2 separate regions of the Astyanax mexicanus genome follow, and region 2 is linked to region 1. Evidence: chromatin contacts called from public Hi-C data. All regions are on one chromosome and are shown on one strand. The core of a region is the stretch at or near the end of the contact, and the rest is flanking DNA. Distances in the headings are between cores, read along the strand shown.

What was found. A called contact is a pair of places that touch in the nucleus more often than the background predicts.
Region 2: a Hi-C map of blood shows a contact between it and region 1, with 8 times the contacts expected there. The contact joins the enhancer-like site here to the promoter of il11ra in region 1. A contact is called at or near these places in 3 of 3 Hi-C or Micro-C datasets (blood and muscle).

Annotation. Positions count from the first base shown.
Region 1 is chr20:24,576,719-24,583,570 of AstMex3_surface, forward strand. il11ra (interleukin 11 receptor, alpha) reads left to right here and starts at 4,480. Exons shown (of 12, transcript XM_007260815.4): 1 at 4,480-4,582.
Region 2 is chr20:24,624,863-24,631,229 of AstMex3_surface, forward strand. il11ra (interleukin 11 receptor, alpha) reads left to right here. Exons shown (of 12, transcript XM_007260815.4): 6 at 187-353; 7 at 1,896-2,059; 8 at 4,574-4,718. Among protein-coding and RNA genes, the nearest start is that of tmem267, 40 kb to the right of the region's middle. Within about 2 kb of position 2,854, the one cell type or tissue checked has an H3K27ac peak away from gene starts, as active enhancers do.

The sequences.
Region 1 (6,852 bases), core at 3,230-5,729:
ACTCTACTCAATATTAGTCTTACAATATGAGTAACAGGGTTGAGTTCACTGAGTGACACACACAACTTGGACAAACATATTTGGGAAAAAAACTGAAAAATTGTTAGAGCACTTACTCTTGGTCTTGTCATGTGGGCAGAAAATGTCCTTGTGATGTAACTTCCTTTGTGCCAGTAGACAAATATTTTTAACTCTTTCTCTGCCAGGTAAAATTCCTTATGGTAACAGGGTTGCGCGCATGTTGTGGGACACAACTTAATAGCCTAAAAACTGTAACATGCAAAACAATGTAGACCAAAGAAGTTGTTTTCATAAGTAAAGGAGATGCATATCAACAATATACAAGAGGAAGTCATTTATTTAGAGCTTATTTTAATTTTTTAATTTGCCAAAGCAGTTGGTCACCCAATGTGTGGGACAAGAGAAAACGGCCATTTTTTGAGGTGGTCCAAAGGTATTCAGTCTTTTGAATAATATCTAAGGAGCTTATTTTTCCACCAAATTTTACAGTTTGTCTTATAACAAGTACATTTTTCACAAAAAATATTTAGAATTTAAATATTTTGGATATGTACATTTAAAATTTAAGTGGTGGGACAGGAAATGTACCAAAATCCTGAAATGTCCCATATTACTTACACTTACTAATACTAATACATTACAATTACAATTACTACAATTACTACTACTGCTACTATTACCACTACCAGCCCTAAAAGGAGCACTACTCTGTTACTTACACTTACTAATACTAATATATTACAATTACAATTACTACAGTTACTACTACTGCTATTACTAACAGCAGCACTACTACTACTAACACTATTACTTACTTACTTACTCTCACTTACTAATACTAATATATTACTACTACTACTATATTACAATTACTACAACTACTGCTGCTATAATGCTACCAACATACTGCTACTGTTACTACTCTTACTATACTACAATTACTACTACTACATATTACTAATTCTACTGCTGCTATAATGTTACCAACATACTACTACGACTATACTACAATTACTACTAGTACAAGCACTACAATTCTAGTATTACTGCTGCTGCTATAATGCTACCAAAATACTAATACTACTGTTACTACTACTACTATAATACTAAAATACCAGTACTTCTACTACTATTGCTAATACTTCTACTGCTGGTGCTATAATGTTAACAAAATACTACAATGGTTACTACTATTACTATACTACAACCATACTACTACTGCGTCATTTACTATTGCTAATACTACTACTGATGCTTCTATAATGCTACCAAAATACTACAACTGTTACTACTATTACTATACTAGAACATACTACTACTGCTTCTTTTACTATTGCTAATACTACTACTGCTGCTAATATATTACTACCATAATACTACAATGGCTGCTACTGTAATACTAGCATACTACTACTACTACCAACCTACTACTACTACCACCAGCTTACTACTATTACTGCTAATACTACTACTAACACCACCATCCTACAACTATTACTGCAAATCTACTACTAATACTACCACTACTACTGCTGCTACTACTACTATCACTGCTAATACTACTGCTACAACTATTATTACTGATAATACTACTACTACTATTATTACTACTACTACTATAGACATATGTTACTACTACCATTACTATCACTATACAACTACCATACTACTTCCCTTACTATTATCACTATATAACTACCATACTACTACTATTACTATAATTATACAACTACCATACTACTACTATTATTGCTGCTAATACTACTTTTATACAACTACCATACTACTACTATTGCTACTACATAACTACTGCTCCTAATGCTGCTACTATACAACTACAATACTACAACTACTCCTTATAATAATAATAACTTATACTTATACTTATACTTGTACTAAGGCCAGTAGTGCAGGCTTACAGTTTTGGTCACTGTCTGTAAGGAGTTGTGTGTAGTAGTGTCCTGTGTCCATACACGTTTTCTCATTTCAGTTTTCAACTCTATGGCTGAACAAATGTTTGGGTGTGCATGAGAAGATGGATGGATGCATTTCTTTAAAATCATGCAAAGGCAATACACCACTACTACACACTACTAATACCTACTACTAATAACAACAAAGATGGTTTTCATGTTCCCACATGCACTGAAGTACAGCTGCCAGTCAGTTCACCTGAAATCAGTTATTGGCTTTAAAAATCCCAGCCTTTAATCATCTTACCTTAAATAATGCAAAGCCTCCACAATCTAAAACATTTCCTCCATTAATCCTTATTCAGATACCAGGAGAACCTGAACTGACTTTATCACAAATCTCATTTAAATTCATGAGCTGACTGTGAAGAGGTAAACCGCATGCCCCGGTTCCCTCAGTAGAATACCCTGAGATTAGATGTCTATGCTAGAAACAAGATGATCTGAAATAATGTATTATACACTGCTTCAGCTGTAACAATAGATTCATGCACTTATCCAGCTTAAACTGTCTTATTATTCAGTTATTGAAATGTATATGTATTATTCACTGATTACTATCAATTATTCACACAGTAGTGGATAAGTATTACATTGACATTCCAAAAAATACTGGATCATATCCCAAGACTTTTGCCATGTCCCATAGAAACTAAGGATTCCTGCATTGAACTGTGGGAAATGTGTGTGGATGTGATTTGTGACACAGACAATTCAAACATTCTAGCCAGATGTGGCTGGTCACCATCATTACCAACTATTACAGTTACTGTCCAATGTAGGTGGTAAAAAGTCTTCCGGGCCTCTTATACTGTATGGGAAACAGGTCATAGATATGTGCTCTAGAGACAAAGATAGAACAGTATTTTCCTATTTAGGCCCTGTATTGCCAGTCGCCTGCATATTTAAAGGTTTTCACTGCTTGAGCACACCTGAACCAACTCATCAGCCCTATAATAAGCCTTTCATGAAGTTACAATGAGGGTATTAGAGCAGGCTAAACACTAAACTGTCTGGGGCAATGGTCCAGGACTAGAAACCCACTTCTGTAAACAAGCCAGCAACATGGGAGAGACACCTGGCTTCTCTAGCCATCTTACTCTTGGCATGATCTGGAACCCACATGTTCATTACGAGGGAACTTCACGATGTAGGCCAAAGGTGAGACGAGCTAACTGCTGTTTGTTGTTGAACTGTCCAGATGTGATTCAAACCTCATTCACGCTTCATTCTGAAGGTGATTCTTAGTTTAATCTGTTTCTAATGTATGGAATGCTCTGACCAGCTGCACTTGAGCCAAATATCACCATGCTCAGGGGCAAGGGTCTGATGAGGGATATAAAGACCCTCTACCATTGGGCTCTGAAGCAGTGGGAACTTCTGCGAGCCAGACATTTGTGATCGAGAACTAGTCATCCATTAATAGTAACTGATTTCCAATGCAAAGAAATTCTCACAGCAACAGTAGCAACTAACCTCACATATGATGAAATCCTCAAAATCAGCAACTGAATTGAACAATTTCAAACAAATCGTCACAGCAATGTTCCAACATCCACCACTGGGATGAGTTGGAGTGGTCCAACACCAATTCCTGACCTCGTTTAAGCATCACCATTGTGATGTGCGCACAGCACAGTCCAGCACAGTTTTGCACAGATATTTCCAGTTACAGCTGAATTCAAGTTTTTAATCCCAGAAAAATGCTCTTATTTACCTTTTAAAAAGCCATTTAAGTGCCCCATTAAAGGGCCGATTTGTGTTGTTTTGCTGTTTTCCTCGGGTTTTAAATGCTCAGCACTGACTCCGCTGAGACAGCAGGCAGGTAGGGGCGGGGCTGGTGGCGTCATGAGCCCTGCATTGTTTAATATCGCAATATATATTGCTGAAAAAATGCTATGTAAAAACTAATGTAAAAACATTTGCTATTTAAAAAATTTCCAATATCGTGCAGCTCTAATAGCAATGTTCAACATCAACAACTGAATCTCACTTGAGCTTTTGTGCATGAATGCAATCAAATCCTCACAGCAATGTTGCGATCCAAATCTAGTCAACCAACATCAGTCCCTAATTTCACATGCAATCAATTCCTCACAGCAATGTAAAGCATTTGCACCTAAACTAACCTATGTGTTTGTCCCTGAATGCAATCAACCAACCTAGTCAACCAACATCAGCATTTAACTTTACATGCAATCAAATCCTCCCAGCAACTTTCCAACATCTACACCTGTGATGAGTTATAGTGGTGGCCGTGATCCAGAACCAGACACCTAACATCAGTGGTGTGATTTGTTTGTATTCAACCACAAGAGTCTTAGTCAGGAGAATAACTGTGTCCACAGACTTTTGGCCGGTTACTGCAGCGTGTTTGGGATCCAGTCCCTTTGCGGCCCCTCTACAGGAAACGGGGCGGGGCGTGTCTAAGTGATTGACAGGCGCCGCTTCCAATGGGAGCTCAGGTAGGCTGTGGCAGCTCGTGCCCTTAAGCCCGAACTGTTACTACGACGCGCTAAAGTTTGCCAGCTAAAGCGATGGAGGGGAATCAAGTGAAAATGCCTGTATAACACTGGAACAGAAATAAGGTAAGACCCCGTTTAAACGCTTTTATAAGAGCCGAACTCTTCAGCTGAAGGTTACCGGGAGCTGGAAGCGAAAGTACCGGATAATGAGAAGGAAAAGTTGGGTTTCCCGGAGGAATAGTTCCAGGCGCGCTGTTCCCTCAGGAAAAATCGCTTTCTGAGAGTAAAAATACCCGGAGCTCCGTAAACCGCCTTCATACAGGGCTAAACCTGGGCTAAACCAGGGCTGAGACAGCTCAAACTCGGGATTAATCACCTGTAGGAGAGCCCTGAGTCTGCTGCAGGCGCTCATTCACTCAAAAATACAATAATAATTAAATGTATAATAATTTAAATTCTTTGGAAGAAAGCTGTGAAAGAGTTTAATGTAGCATTAGCTAAAATAAGAAGGTTGTTAGCTTGGTAACTAATCTAGCTAACTAGGTTAGCTAGCGTTGACTCACTAGTTAACTAGCATAGGTGAGTTAGTTAACTAATAGCTAACTAACTAACTAGGTTAATTAACTAGTTAGTTATAACTATTATCTAATACTTAGTGAATATTAACTAGGTTTTATCATGTGAGAAAGTGTAATTGAAGGACAGTTCCCTTGGATTATCTAGCGTTAAATTAGTTTAATTAATAATTTAGGAGTCCATTCAATTGTCTATCTATCTATCTATCTATCTATCTATCTATCTATCTATCTATCTATCTATCTATCTATCTATCTCAGGGCACTCAATTACTAATGGAGAGAAATATATTAATTTATTTTGATTGGAAGAAAGCTGTGAAATGATCTAATGTTTCCTTGAATGTCTAGTGTTAAATAAGTTCAATAACTTGGGAGTTCAGTTAATTGTGTATTTGTTTATCTATGTTTTTATCTATCTATCTATTTGTCTATCTGTCTGTCTGTCTGTCTATCTCTCAGGGCACTCATTCACTAATGGAAAGAACATGAATAGTTTATATTGATTGGAAGAAAGCTGTGAAAGGGTCTAATGTACAGTAAATGATGATGTTGTTTACTTGAATAATTAGCTAACCTTGTGAACACTTTTGAGTTTTGAGGTTTGATAAAGGAGGTTTTAATTGGATAGCTAAGTTCAATAAGTTGGGGCACATCTGTCTGTCTGTCTGTCTGTCTGTCTGTCCATGTAACATTCATGCAGATACCATTTTCTGTGATTTGTTCAGGATTTTTTTTTATTTACTGAAAATGTACATACTGCAAAAAAAAATAAAAATAAAACTAACCATTTTTATATATTTACAAATATGTTAAAGCAGCAAATAAACAGTGTGCAAAATGCTCAGATATGTTTTCTGTAAATGTGTAAATTTGTAGCCCCCTAGTGCATTATTTACCAAACCAGACGTGATGAAAACTCTTAATAATCATGAGGAGAGTTTTGGAGATGTTTGAATATACACAGTGATGTAAAATCACTACTTTTCGAAAAATGTATAATGTGTATATGTATATATATATATATATATATATATATATATATATATATATATATATATGTATATATATATATGTATATCCTGTATACACATGGTAGAACAGGAGAACATGGATGGGTTCAAGGCAAAGGCCACATTCCAGCACAAGTGTGGTGAATATGGCTGTCTTGTCCTGTCTTGTCTTGAGGTCATATATATATATGTATATATACATTTTTTCCACCATATAATTCTTAAAGTATTTTATTAAACATTTTATCTTACTACCAGTTGAGAAGGTCTTAACTCTTAATATGTTTAGATGCTTTTGGTAAATTAGTTTATGGTCAGTTAGGGCTATTGATTAAAAAAAAAGGATACATTCTGATAAACAATACATTTTTGTTTAATATATTTATTCTAGTCTTTAATTTGTCCTTTACTGAATAAATCAACTGGTGGAATTAAATCAGGCTGGTGGAATTAATCTAAGATGGGTTGATTCTTGGTGGATGATGGTTGAGAAAACACTTCTAAATACTACTAGTACTAAATAGAGATGGGAAACTAGGTCTATCTTATTTGTTTGTATTTATTCCAGTGATTTTGCTGGTAGAAACCCACTTACAGCTGAGATGAGCCTTTTTAATGGCTGTCTAAGACCTTGGACATTTTAGTGCACTGAGTGCTGTGTGTTGTGTACATTGCTATATGTGTGTGTGTGTGTGTGTGTTTATGTATACTGTAGTAGTAATGATATGTTTGGTACCTTTTTTTCCACTATAGTTGGGCAGCAGTGTTGGACGTTGTGTGGTCTCTGAGGGGTAGGCTGAAGCCA
Region 2 (6,367 bases), core at 1,604-4,103, 47 kb after region 1:
ATTTATGCAAACCGAACCGTGACCCTCGTACTGTGACGGTTTGTAAAGAATACACATACCGTTACACCCAAGAGCCATGCATTAATTAATAAATGCTGTCATAAGGAATATTTGTAAAATTTCTCCCCTTGAATGTGTTTATAAATTGTTGCTTTTAATTACTTATCTATCTATTCTGCACCACAGTGTGAATGATGAAAGGGCACAGCACTGTAAGCAGACGTCTATGGATGTCAACGAGTGCACCATCAACAATCATGAGTTCTGGAAGCCCAAGTGCCTGGTGAACATCACAGAAGTCAATCCGCTGGGCTCCAATTCCACCATCATCTATGTGGATGTCCAAAAATCGAGTAAGCCTGCCAGAAAGCGTTAAGTGAGCCTTTGTTTGTGCTTTAAAGAGCCACTAGACCCTAAACTATATTTTTTCCATTAATAGCTGAAATGTGTTTGTTAGAAGTAATGAGACGTACCAGTCTTGCTTAAAATTTTTATAAACCTTTTCTAATCGTCAAAAAATGCTTTTACTCTGGTAATTTTCTCTTTTAGATGATGTGTCCATGTACTTCGGTACGCAGACACATCACTATACACTGTAAACCCTAATAAGTTAAGTCTACTCAAATCATTTGAGGTAATTCGTTGCCTCAAATGAATTAAGTTTTGAAAACTCATTTTTTTTAGTAATTTGTAATTACTGTATGGAGTTAAACAAACTTTAATTTTTAAGTTCAACAGACAAACCAAAAGTACTTGACACTCAAAATGTGGTGTAGCTGAAACTTAACATTGTAAATTAATGTAACTTTTGCACACTTATTTGTTTAAGTTTATTGCAATGATTACCTAGAGTTGTTTTTACTCAACATATGCTTATTGTACACTGTAAAACCCGATAAGTTGACTAAACTCAAAACTTTTGTTGTAACCGATTACCTAATAAATTTTAAGTTCATGTAATATAATTTTAAAGTACAATGAACTTAACAAATACATATACATATATATTTAAAATTCATATTTTCCTGAACTTGTATTTAGTCTTCTTTCCGGTTTCATTCAACATTTTTTAAAATACTCTTAGAAAAGTAGATGAAAGAAAATAGTAACGAATTAAAAGAACTGAGAGCACAGAGAGAACACAGAGTTACTGCAGCTCAGTAAATGATGCTTGTTCTACAGCTACAACACAGAGACCAAGCATTTAATCGTAATATATGATCTACAAGTTTACCTAAGGTAGCCCAGGGGGAATCACTACACACTGATGGTGAGTGCTACAAACTGGGGGACACACCCAGTATGCAAATCGATTGTGACAGAAGCCAATGGAAAAGAAGCTGTTAATGGCAACAGACTAAACTCAGTTATTATAAGTTGATTCAACTCAGAGATCTCAGTTTGAATGTGTATGTGCCCAAGAATGTTCAACTAACTCAAAATAGTTGAGTATTGTTTAGAAATATCCAATTTTATGTAAAACAGACTTAATTTGTTTGAGTTCAAACAACTTCTGGGTTTACAGTGTATGCAGCTCATATCATGTCAGTCAATACTATATCAGTAATACCACCCCCCTGCTGACTTCCAATCATTTGAATCTCACAGCAATTAGAGGCAAACTGCTGCTGCTGCAGCTCAGCCAATCAGCTCTCCCTCCTGCTCCGCCATCTCTAAACCCATACATCACCCAGTGTTCGTACCAAACTACCCCTCCCATTTTTTTTTTTTAGCTTTTTTTCAAGTTTGAGCTGTGGAGTCAGCAAAAATCTGAGGGTTTAGTTACCTAAATCTGAAGCTGGTGTACTTTGCTTTGCTGTGTGTGTGTGTGTGTGTGTGTGTGTGTGTGTGTGTTTGTGTGTGTCTGCCTGACTCTGCTCCTCCTCTGTGTACAGTGAAGCCCCATGCTCCCGAAGCAGTGACCGCTTTGGAAGTGCCGGGTGAATCCACTCGACTGCTGGTGCAGTGGAATTTCCCACAGTCCTGGCCTGTTATGGCTGGTTTACCTCTGAAGTTCGAGCTGCAGTACAAGCCAGTGGGGTCTAACTACTGGTCCAAGGTCAGTTCCTGTTTGAAGACTCTTTATATATAATTTTCTTAAGTGTCAATGAAAACATTCAACCAGTAAAGAAACCACTGGGTCAAAAACTGGCACAAAACAAGACATTGTAGTAATGTTCATTAAAAATAAAAAAACAAAAATAATAAAAATGATGGGAGAGGTTTGTAGTTTTTAGCTTACTGCGTGTTCTCCACTGAACTCTTGCTTTCCTGTTTTTCTGAGGACTAAATGTCAAAATGCTGACACACATCCTTTTGACTTTGAAGTGATACATAATATAAAACTGAAACTCATGCTTTTTTATTGTTTGATATATTGTAAATCTGGCAGTTTCTCTTTGCATTCTTTTAGATTTCCCTGATAAATTCTACAAACTGTTACCATTTGCAATTAAAGATAAAGTTTTTGTGTGAGAGCACTGAAATAAATATGCATTAAATGTCCAAAAGTTTGTAGACACCTGCTAATTTAAGTAATGTACCAAATTTAGAGAGTTTGCTTTAAAAGGTCTTACACCAATGATGTTCCATTTACCTAAGAAGTTGGATGCAACAATGTTTTAGGTAAACATTTGGGCTGTGTTTACACACAAGGTTTCTGTTGTGTTGTGTTACTGGCTAATGCAGCTCCTGGACTGGTTTTGGGACAGCAGTTTTACACAGTATGCCTATATGAAGTCAGTGAAGAGACAGACAGTCAGCCCTGGCTTAGTTCTTCCTACACTTTATCTCTGTCTCACACACTGTCTTACCACACAAGCTCCGCTCTGCTGTGCTGTGCTGTAGCCTCCGAGTCGCGTTCCTGCAGCTTTCCTCTCCCTTCCCCCAGTCCTCTCTCTCTCTCTCTCTCTCTCTCTCTCTCTCTATCTCCTCTTCACTCTTTCATCTGAGCTCCACACAGTTCAGAGCCACTGATGCTATCTCTCAGCCCCTGACAGCTCGGCCTTTCATCAGAACTCCAGATGTTTACTCTCTCAGAGCCGTCTGTGTGTGAGTGTGTGTGTGTGTGTGTGTGTGTTGGTTTATTACCATAATGTGTTGCTTTATTGTAGAAGCAAAATTAAAAACATATTAATTTCTTTCATGGAATTCTCTTGAATGCAAACACTAGCTTTGTAAAATTAAGTTTCAAATTAAACTACATATTTTTATCAGCATTTTTTATCTGGCTGCAGCATTTAAGATGGAATGGAAAAATTCAATCTATACGTGCATCTCAGAAAATTAGAATATCATTCAAAAGTTATTTTTTTCAGTAATTCAGTTGAAAACTAGTTGTGAAACTAATGGATATATTAAACACAGAGTGAACTATTTTAAGTGTTTATGTCTTTTATTGTTGATGATTATAGATTACACCCAGTAAAAACCCAAAAATCTGTGTCTCAGAAAAATGTAATATTATATAAGACCAATTGGTACTTTTGGCAGTGTGGCAGTGTGCCAAGTCTTGCTGGAAAATGAAATCTTCATCTTCATAAAAGTTGCCAGCAGAGGCAAGCATGAATTCTTGTAAGATTGTCAGAAGAAAAGCTTAAAATAGATCACTCTGTGTTTAATATATCTATGAAATATAAGGGTTTTACATTTTCAACTGAATTTACTAAAATAAAGTAACTTTTCAATTAAACTGTCACTTTATAAAGCTCCCCATCACAAAGGAATTAACCAATTGACAGTAATAATTAATTGCTGCACCACCTGCTCCCTTTTTAAAGACATACTATGCCCTAAAGTTAAGTAGTCAACCTGCAGCTAGGCTGCTGAACTTCAGCGCTCCTATATCTGTATCTGTATCAGTTTATTTTACTCAAAAACAAGGGGTTAGGGTACAAAAGAAAAATAGGATTGGGTCTCCTTTAACAACTTAACGTTTAAAACTTTCAAAATGACTGCCTCCTTCCATACTTTTAGCTTGTAGCTCCTTCAGTGTGAATAAATACAAGATTGAAGAAATGGAAGAAATCTAAACTCCTGCTGAAAGTTAAGATTCGAGTCTTTGTTTTTTTGGATCTGGCATCCTAAAGCCTTCCCGAAGTGCTGTGAATTAAAGCTCACAAAATAGAGAACAGATCTTGTCACACAGGAGTTTGGATGCTGGAGCTGGATGCTGGATGGAGCGCCGCTGCCAAGTCAAACACTCGGTATTGAAATGCTGTAATGTGAGCAGCTCCCCAGCGTATAGATTTTCAGCCTCATGCAGTGTATTCTTGGCCCTACGCACTTTTCTTTTCCTGGGCAAACAGATAGGCTCGAGAGACTGAAATGTTTTAAAAGCATATCTTTCAGATTGGAATTTTTTCGAAAGCCTTCATTATGCTCTTTTTTAGCATACTGCAAAACCCCAGACACATGGTTAAAACATGTTGAACTATGAATCGGTTTTATTATAGTTCAGAAACTTGCCAGGAGCAATAGAGGAACCTTGCCTGCCTCTCTGTCTTCATAGAAAGTAAAAAAGTGTGTGTGTTCATGTGTGTGTGTGTGTGTGTGTGGTTGTTTTTGTGACCAGCTGGAGACGGAGGACACCAGTGTGCAGATCATGGACGCTCTGGAAAGCCACCTGCACCACATCCGAGTCCGAGCGCAGGATGCTTTAATTAACTACAGCCAGTGGAGCGAGTGGAGTCAGGTGGTGCAGGCCCAACCCTGGAGCGGTGAGCCACACACATGATCACACACTAGTGCACACACACTCACACTAGTGCACACACACAGAGACAGAGAGAGCGAGAGAGAGAGAAACCACAGGGGAAAACACTGTGATATTATTTGGAGTTTCCTTCCCCTTCAAATATCAGCTTCTTTACTGAGTCACCCGACACTGATTGACACCCACAATCAGCATTTACTTAGACAACACTCAGCATGCACTTACAGTGTGGTTCTCTGGGCTCATATCATGGCCAGTTTGTTTTTCTAGGCTTTAATTCCACGCGGCGCCCTCTGTTGGTCATGTTCAGTAGTTTCGGTATGAGCAATAAGTCATTTCTCAGATGATAAGTGGCACAGTTCTGGTTGATGTCGTGGTTTATACCATGTCTGAGCTACATTGGTGTGCAATTTCCATTGTGTAAGGCTGGGTAATAATTCACTATCAGTATGTACCACAATAAAAAAAAAAATTATTATATATTTCAGTGTACATTATTTTCAGCATCCATCACTGACTGATTTCATTACAGAACGCATTACATGAATTGCCAAATCCTTTTTTTGTAGGTACAGAGATCAGTTTTTTTTCTGTGGCTTTTATGTTGTTCATATTAAAATGAGAATTAAATGATATCAACTCAAATAAAAAAAATGTATTATATGTATTTTATTATTGTATACTTTTGACTGTATCATCCAGCCCTACCCTGCTGCTTCTGCAGCCATGTCCCACATAACATTTCACCACTGTAACACAAAAAATGCTTGTATCTTAGTTTTTTACCTAATTTGGAATTGTGTCAACGTTTCATGATTTATGGACGAATAGAAATGTTCCAAACTGACTTTTTTTTACACCGACTTTCATTAAAAGTTTGGCACAGAAGAAGTGTGTTTTTTTTATGAGAACTGTGTACAGAGTTTGGGCAGTTTTATATCATGGGTAACAGATAACAGAGTTGATCAGAGTTAATGTTGGGACAGACATAAAATACAGTAATTCTTTATTTCTTTATTTATTTATTTATTTATTTTTTTACATTGTACATTAATATTTAAAACATTAGAACAAATAAGAGACACACAGAGTTATGTAGTAAATAGTAAAAAAATGAGATGGCACAGCGAGAAGGAAAAGCATCTATTATTGTAACAACTATTGTGCAGCACCTCCAGGAACTCCTTCCTTCAAGACGCTGAAAAAACTATTCCAGGTGACTCTCCCTCATGAAGACACTGAGATTAGAATACCAAGAGTGTGTAGATTTGTCCTTAAAGATAAATGTGCAACTTATAAGCATCTAAAGTATGAAACATATTCTGGGTTGTTTTTAACACTTTTTGTTTTCAAAAAAATTCCACACGTGTTACCATATATTTATATAGCTTTAATATAGAATTTAATATTAAGTATACAGTATAAAAAATCATAAAAAGTAAATAAAACACATTGAGCAAGAAGAGAAGTGTGACCAAACTTTGATTACCAAAATCAATTATTCACATTTAAAGAAAATATAGATTTTATTAGATTAAAAACTGAGTCAAAAAGATTTCTGCTTGGGAAAAAAAAATCTATAATGACCCAAATAGTAGGTGTGGGATTTTGGTGAGGATGGAAAATGTTCAGATGTGGTTTAACAATCCTGTT